Regions from separate parts of the Capsicum annuum genome. Here region 1 is linked to region 2. A link is a contact called in public Hi-C data. All regions are on one chromosome and are shown on one strand. Each heading gives the region's core, a stretch centred on a gene start, on an enhancer-like site or on the middle of the called end of the contact. The rest is flanking DNA. Distances are from core to core; before and after follow the strand shown.

Region 1 (4,558 bases), core at 1,064-3,563, 120 kb after region 2:
CGTTTGATTATTTAAAATTAAATTATTTTATTCATTGCAAAAAAATTTAATGAACTGTAAAAGTTTTAAAAATATACCATGCTCTCTATCCGCAATGAATACAACTTTCTATTCATGGTAAAATAATGTCTAAAATCATAAACAAATTAAAAATCATAATCAATCCAATCTTAATATTGCAAGGACACTAATCATGTTTCTTACTCTATCATATTAAGTCGACATATAATTACATATACATGATAGGAATTAGAATAATAGTGTATATTAAGTTAAACTCATAATAATTTACTCAGAAGAGAATACGAACCAGAACTCCAGAAGCATGTATTTGATCCGTGTATGATCCATCTCTCTAGGGTGTTTTTCAGTAATGGTACTTCTTAAATTTTTCTTATTCTAACAATTTTATATTTATTTCTAGATTTTTTAAATCCTCTTAAAATCAAATTTAGTTGATTTAGAATTCTCAAACTATTGCAAAAAGTATTAGTTTTCAAATCCTCTTAAAATCAAATTTAGCTGATTTAGAATTCTTAAACTATTGCAAAGAGTATTAGTTGTCATTAATTCTGGTGACTTCTAATAAGGAAATATTTTATCATAAATATATTTAGTTAATTTTCAACTCTTAAATATTAAAAAAAATATTGAAAAGACGATTTTGTATAGAGTAAAGACTTTTAATGAATGACAAAAAGTTCAAACAATATTTTTAAGGCATTCACACTTTTAATATATTATAGATATAGATATAGATTATAGATATATAGATATAGATATAGATATAGATATAGATTATATATTATAGATATAGATTAGAGATATATGAGTGTGTGTGTATATATATATTATAAAAACTTTCAAGAACTAGTTAACAAAAATAAATCGAGGGGAGTAACTTGCTTTGGCTGGCACGACGACATTGGCAATTAATTAGCAAGTCAGATCGTGGATGTGTTGATTGAAAATTGGTTAGACAAAAGATAAAATATATAAAGTCCATTCACTCTTATTTAATACTGATATAATATGAGTTTTGAGTGACGAACATTATGAGTATTTATCCATGGCTTCTGCTTGTTAATTTTGTCATTACTACTAGAATTAAATTAGTATTCTTACTTTGAAAATGAATGATCATGTATTCGTCAATGACTATATATAAAAACTTTTGTAAAAGTTGATGTTGTTGGAATTTGATTTTCTCATTTTTCGACTCGCAAAGTTATTTATTTTTTGAACTGGTTGAACTATTATACTCTAATTTTTAATTATTTTGTCAGCACTATTCATGAGGAACCTAGTTACATTAATAAAACCGATGCAATGCATGTGAACCACCTATAAGTAAGCTTAAATTTGACACTTAAATAGAGGAGGAAATAAAAACAAAATCTTTATACACATTATAGCATCCAATGAAAATCTTTATATATTAATAGCATTGTCAGCTTGAATAGGAGTATTATGAAGGTGGAAATAGAGAATAGCGACTAGTAATTAGTTTAGGTAGATCGACATCGATTTCATTTAAGAAGATGGAAAGTATAGCTAAAATAAATTTATAAAGGATTACAAAACTGATTGACAAATATTATATAAGCTTTTGTTTTTTGGGACAAAGTAGGACTGAATGAGAAACTACCAATAGTTCCCTATACATTCAACGACTGAATATTATTGCTTGCTTATTACTCCCTCAAGTCCGATATAAATGAATTATTGACACTTATTTTATGTTACAAAATGAATGAATTGTTCTCCCACGCTCTGTGACGGGAAACAGTAGAATTTACAGATTGTTTTACACTACTTATACATTTGGAGTTTTGAACCTTAAATTAACTTAGAGATAGTCATTTGCAAATCGTCACCCTATTTCAAAATGAAAAAAGACATTCTGGATTATGCGTTGGTACCAATAGGCTTGCTCTTCATGGTGACTTACCATTTGTGGCTTCTTCTAGAAATGCTAGTTTTTATATTACCAATACATTAATCGAGATTCGTCCCAGAATGAGGTTCTAGCCGTACAAACGTCAAGGAACAACATAATATAATGGCATCAACACTTGTATAATCTACATCAACCCTAATAATGACAGTTGTATATCAGGCATTTTGGTATATGGACATTCACCAAGTTGAAGTAAAACCGAAGCACTGCATCTGAGGACTTCACACCCTTAGGGTGCAGTTCGAATAGTAAAGGTGGAAATAGGGAATAGCGACTAATAATTAGCTTGATCTCAATTTCATTTAGTAACGAGTAAAGTATGAATTCTATACGTTTCTGCACACAACGAAGTTACTAATAAGCACACACCAGTCAAGGCAACTAGGCAACCTAGTTCAAATAAACTGATAGTAAAACTGTCATCCAGGATCTAGCAGTCTGACTTAATCAATTTGGCAAGCTCAAAAAAGGGCAAGTAAATCTGCACGAGGAGCAATGAAAAGTTCCCCTTAACTTTAGCATCGCCTGCAGAGCAACCTCAAAGAAGTCTCATTTGTCCTGACACACTACCTGCATGTGACACCATGCACTTTAACTGAAAATTATTGGTTGCTTGCTAACATTGGGCACATTTTCTGATGGAAACTTCTCCTCAAGGCCTCCCTTTAAAACGCCAAAACATCGTGAAATGGTGCAGCTGAAAACTGAGTACATCTCCTCATGTGCAGGCTAGATCTCAGTTGTAAAAGTACTAGTCAAATAGCATCAGATGCATCCCCGGTAACTGGTAACTGGATACACGCTCAGGCTATAAAATATGTCGTCTATTGCACTAATTTTATTATATTATTATAAAACGGAATAGTGAGGAAATATACCAATCGGCCATTCTTACTTTGCATTTAGCAAGTTTAACTGTTCCATCATGCCAATTGCAGGTGCTGAGAAGCAGTTTCAAATACCAATCCCAGACTCCCAAGGACACTTCTCACTGCAGGATGGAGGTAAGAAAAACCTATCTGGAACAGGCACCTTTCAGGTCAATACATCTGTTAATTTAAGCTTAAGCTTCATGTTACCAGCTTGTACTAATAGCTCTTCTCTAGAATGATCGACTTTCAGGACTAAAGCTTGCTTGTTAAGCGAAGGAACACGGACAGAATCACCAACATTGGGAAGTTTCCTCCTCTCTGCTGCATAGGCAAAACAGATCATTACCAACAATGGTGGATATCTGATCCATGTAAAATAAAGAAAGTATAATAGATGCTAGCAAACCATTGACAAGAAATAGTGATCATCACATAAAAGAAAGAAAAAAGAAATTATGTTACCTGAAACAGGCAGCCTGGATGTACTGGCAGAGGACACAGCAGGAGTAGCTTCTGAAATTTCACTTTCTTCTTTAGCTTCACACTTCACAGTTGACGAGTGTCCATTAGTTTCCAGTATTTTCTGGGATGGTTGACTACAAATTGCACGATATTGTCGTGCACTCCTTTGAATGGAAGATCGTGCTACTGCTGCTGCATTAGATATTTCTTGTACCTTTCTCCATCTTAGACTGATGTTGTGTTCTTTCAGATTTTTTCTGGCAATAAGCAACTTGTGATGGAGATCTTTAGTGAGCCTAAACCAAATAGGCAGAGAACAAAAACACGTGATGTGAGATTTTCGATAGTTAGTTTACTGCAAGAAAGAAGAGCAAAAGGCTGCCGAGGGGAAAACAATCCTTAAGGAAATGAACTGTGAAATCTTCTGTCATCCAAACTTCTCAAATCATAAATGATCAGCAGAGATCTCAATCAGCTAAAGCTACTACCTTTGTTTCGATTTTATGACATTCTTTCCGTGTTAGGAAGTTTCAACGTTTTATTTATTTTACAAGGAGGAAGTTTGAGGGATGGCCTTGGCTCAGCGGTAAGCTTGCTTACCGTGGTGTGCCAGGGTCGGGGGTTCGAAACGCCCCTCCAGCGAAGCTGGGGTGAGGGCGCGTAGGTCAGGCCCGGAGTGGTCCCCCCCTCCCCGACACCTACGGAGTAGGTATGAACCGGGTCGTCCCTTTTACAAGGAGGAAGTTTAAATCGATATGATGTCTTTTCAATCAAACTAACTTTTCAACCATCATTAAATATTGTTCTTCCACTATCTCTACTGCAATGTGTCAAATTAACATCTTAAGTGCCAACTGCCACATACATCCGATGGCATCGGGTGATGCATTAGTATGAACATGGAACTCCTTATTCCAATCGGGAAACTGAGGGACTGGGGCTGACAACACACACTCATCCACATGCTTAAAGGATTAATACTGTTCTGGCTCCAACTGTTATTTGTTCTGCAATCAAATACGTCATATGTAATAAGATGGCGAGAAAGTGAAATGAAGAAGCAACTCCCTGTTAAAACAAATTTCCTATTACAAAATGGGTGTTTTCCATTTACCTCTACGTGCATGTAATTCAACTAGCAAGGGAACAGAAATCCACTTAGTGCAAGTTAAGGGTCAAGGTGGGATCATCATCCTGTCCTTCCCTTTCACCTTTTCTGCATCTGCCAAAAGGATATCCTATAAAAGGAAAAGGGAAGGATGAG
Region 2 (4,481 bases), core at 347-2,846:
TCTCTTGTTGTACGCCAAATCATATCCTGATTTATGCTGTTTTTAACTTATTTATAGAGATACAAACTGAAATAGCAGTGTAATCAGCACGGGGAAGGGAAGGAGAATGTTTGACGATGAGACCATCCCTGGGAACTTCTCCATTCTACTTTCTTCAATAGGTAGAGTTGTTTCTCCACTGTTGGGTCTCTTCATCCTGTTTCACATTCCAATAGTGGTAGTATAGGGGAAAATTGAAAACATAAGATCTAGTGTTTGGATAATGAGATATGCTTTATACACATTACCCATTCATGGGGCAGAAGATGACTCTGTAGTCGGAAGCCTTGCACGTAAAGGTGCTGGTGCCATCATCATATGCATAGCTATAAGCCCTTGGACAAGCTCTTTTAAAGATGCTGGAATAGAATGATGGACGACAAGTTGTTGGATTGGCAAACTCTCCTGCACAGCAATATTGGTCTAAACCAAAGGCCTCACATGCACTCTTGCATGCTACTACATTTCCTCCTCCATCTCCCCCCACTACTTGAAGTTCTTTCGGACAACCTGTAGATTTTTGGAAAAATATCGGTTAGTTATCTGATTCATGCTTCTAAGCTTATTTGCATCTGATGTTATGGTACTATGGTCGGGCAGTCAATGAGCTGGATAAAAATCATGGAAAATTAAGGGTTCAAATTCTAGTGGAGACAGAAGCTTGGTGATTTATTCACATTTGCCTCAGCGTAGTGGCGCATGCGCATACGTATCAGTGCTTTTGCTTGGTGGAAGGAAGCAACTACATAGGGGGCTTACCCATGTTAATATTGGAAACACAACCAGTGGCATTGCATCCACCATGGACTCCCTGTGGTGTTGCAACGATTGGCAGATTATAACCATCAACGATGCTGACATCGTAGAAATCTTTGGTGTCTCCCGTCCCTAGAGTTATCTCGAAGAGAGAGGCAGGTGGTGTGGCACCAAGGCCATCACATTCAAGCCTACCACCACAGTCACCTGTTTGACAAGAGCCAACACCAGACGCATCAAAAGTGCAGCCAGTTCTTGCCCAAATACGACCTGACCATCCCGCAACACTTGGAATCCTGACACTTTGGCCAGCATTCAATTGAAAACCTGTCGTGGAAAGTTGAGGAGATGAGGAACCAGACAATGTTCCAGGCCATATTGTATACGGGCAATTGTTAGTAATGGTGAAACTGCTGACAAAAGAATGAGAAAACAACGCGCCAAAAAGCAACGAAATTGTAAGCTCTTTCCAGGATGTTATACTGAGCATATTATTATGGTCCTTTACTTTATGGCTAATGTCTTTCTCCTATCCTTCTGGAAAATAGAGCTAGGGTTAAGGGGAAATGTAGAACACAAAAATGAAATAACCTGCCATATTTGTAGGTGGAAAGGAATTTGATATATTTGATACAAAATCCAAAGTGGTAAGTTGTTTAGCTAATTCATCAGCTGCAACACCCTACCTCTGGATTTAGCATTTCCCAATAAAGAGGCAATTCCTTTCTTTAGCAATTTCAAGGATACATGTCTATAGAAACCATACCTAGGTTTTTTATTTATCTTGGAAATGAATCAGTTTTGTTTGTAGTGCGTAAAAAGGTTAAGACCTTATGAAAAGGGTATCTAGATTCCCATAATATATATATATATATATATATATATATATATATATATATATATATGAAATTAGAAAAAGAAACAACATATTAACTAAAAAACGTAATTTAGAAGGAGGTCAAAAAAGGCTACTAAAAGTTAATAGAAAATATAAAGTTTATTATAACGACTTATTAAGTGCAGTAAATTGGGAGATACAAGGTTGTGAGAGAGACTTAGAAAATAGTACTTCAGCCATAAAGTGGCTTAGAGAACGCATTAACAGAAAAGCTTATCAGTTAGGATAATAAATGCCAATTAGATATATTGAGTTTATCCGAGAAATTCAAAGTCAATATTACAGAGAATTTATATATAAACATCAACTTGTAAAAATCCGAAAACAATTTGTAGAAAGATCAGAGCTGTTAAATAAAGAAATAAGAAATATAGAAAAAGATATTTTAAATTTTAAAGAAACAGACGAAATAGTTACCATAGCATCAAATTATTATAAAACAGCTTTAATTAGCGACCAATCTAGGCTAATAGAACATATACAGGAAATAGATTTGGATATAACCTATACAAACAGTAGATTAAAATATCAAACTAAGCTAAGCAAAAAATATCTTAACTTAAACCACTTAGGATAAACAAGATAGCTTCATTAAAACATCTCGATTACCTAGATCTCAGATTCCAACCTGAAAAGAAATACAGAATATTAAAAAATAATTCTACCATAAGGTGTAATTTTAATCAAGGAGAACATATTTTACATTCGGAAGATAAACAATATAATACAATAATAGACTTTCTAATAAATTTAAGCGAAAAAATTCAGGAAAAAGATAATAGTATAATAAGAACTCTAGACCACATAGAAGTTACTCAGAATAAATATAAAAAGACACTAGATAAGATAGAACAAAATTTAGATTATCTTAAGTCTCAAGAAGTAGAAATCGACAGAAAAATTCAGTATTTAAACCATAAGTTTAATTTGAAAAAAATACCTACAAAATTTGAAATCGAAAAACTAATAGCAACTATAATAGAAAAACCTAAAGAATTGGAATTAAAACAACTCAACTAATATCTAAGCTTGTAGAACAGGTAGAAAACATAACAACGGAAATCAAAGACTTACAAGAAATAACAAAAAGATTAGAAGAAATATCACTTTCATGAGCGAATAAGATATAAATTACAATAAAGCACTAGAAAAATCAAAAAATTATCATAGTGACCCTGAAGGACTATCTAGGCATATACCTTCAAGTCAAACAGATAAAATCCTACTAAAACAAAATAACACTATAATAGAATTACTATTAGATTTACACAAAAAGATAGACATCTTAATAAAAGGCAAAGAAACTCAAAAACCTCTCCACAAAGAGCCAGAGTTACCCGAACTACACAAGAAAATAGACATCTTAATAAATAAAGAAACCCAACCAAAAAATAACCTAGAAATAGACGAACTAGTTAACCAATTAAAAAGAATTGAATTAACTCCTAAACAAGAACGAAAAAACATAATACGAAAACCACAAAAATGGACTTTCTATTAAATAGACGGAGAGCCATCGAAAATAATACAGGACAAGGAGAAGAAAGACAAAGAATAAGTTTTTCAGAAAATAGAATAGGAAATAATAATATATTAGCAAGAATATGCAGACGACAACCTAATGCAGAACAGAATCAAGAACTCAACGAGATAATAGATGTAGACAAAGACCTACAAATTTTTCAACAACATCAATTAAAATTACTAAATCCTAAGACACTATATAATGCAGGATATTTTTCGACAGATAACCAGTTATATAGACATTATAGAGAAGAACAAATATCTGCCATAGGAGAAGACTTTAAAATATTAGATTTAGTAAATGCTCACTCTCTAAAACATTTAAAAAATAGAATGGTATTAATGCATATGGGTTTAATAGTTATAGGAATAAAAGGATTAACTAGAAAAAATTTAGGATCCAAAGTATTGATAACCATATATGATGATAGATGGTCAGACATTAAAAAATCAATAATAGGATTAACTGAAGTAGATATGACTAATAATGGAGGAATATTTTACATAAGTCCAGACTTTCTAATGAATTTAAAAGAATTTGGACAAAATATTAAAATAGGAATTCAGACTAAGGGATACGAAGAAATGAATAGCGAAAATAATTTACTAATGTGCATAGGTTTTATTGGAAAATTAACTTTAAGCAGTAATACGAAATTTAAATTAAAAGTAAATGATGTAGTGGAAATAATGGGAAATAAAGGCATAAGTTTAATAAAACCAATAAAAATAGATCCCGAAATATACGCAGGTTTAGAATGGAATTTAAATAAATTTACTAAACGAAAATTTTTTTACACCAGACTCTCATCTATTATATACTACGAGTAAGGGAGAAACTTCGGTAAGGTTTACAGATTACAACTACACAGCCAAAAGAAATTTAGACGACGATGAAACAGAAAGTAATATAGAAACAGAAAGCGAGTTTATGAATATAGAAGTCCTCCAAGAGGGATATGAAGTAGACATGGCCATAGAAAAGGCTGAAACTTTAGCGGAAGAATATAAAAATATAACTTTTAAATGTAAAGGATGTCGAAAAGACGACATGCAAATTGAAGAATGTATAAAACATTTCAAAAACTGTTTAGAAAGAAATGATAATTTCGGATATAGAAATAACAAAACTAGCTTTGAAAGAAAAGATGAAGACACACTTTCTATATTTCCGATTCTCACAGCTGCTCTTTCCACACCTCCGGATATCTGGTGCCAAATTGTCGCCCCTTTCCTTATTTCTTTGATAATAGAGTTGGCTATC

The links. Hi-C and Micro-C count contacts between places; a contact is called where the count stands out from the background.
Region 1: a Hi-C map of leaf shows a contact between it and region 2, with 2.2 times the contacts expected there. The contact joins the enhancer-like site here to the promoter of LOC107862979 in region 2. A contact is called at or near these places in 2 of 5 Hi-C or Micro-C datasets (leaf and placenta).

The regions. Positions count from the first base shown.
Region 1 is chr3:234,089,763-234,094,320 of UCD10Xv1.1, forward strand. It overlaps LOC107862975 (endonuclease MutS2), which reads right to left. Exons shown (of 19, transcript XM_047408681.1): 18 at 3,295-3,590; 19 at 2,229-3,153. The coding sequence ends at 2,996. Among protein-coding and RNA genes, the nearest start is that of LOC107866083, 25 kb to the left of the region's middle. Within about 2 kb of position 2,314, at least 4 of the 5 cell types and tissues checked have an H3K27ac peak or open chromatin away from gene starts, as enhancers often do. A contact at or near this core is called in leaf, where this site is marked.
Region 2 is chr3:233,968,915-233,973,395 of UCD10Xv1.1, forward strand. It overlaps LOC107862979 (thaumatin-like protein 1b), which reads right to left and starts at 1,597. Exons shown (of 4, transcript XM_016708711.2): 1 at 1,387-1,597; 2 at 799-1,122; 3 at 288-549; 4 at 1-196. The coding sequence starts at 1,393. The coding sequence ends at 52.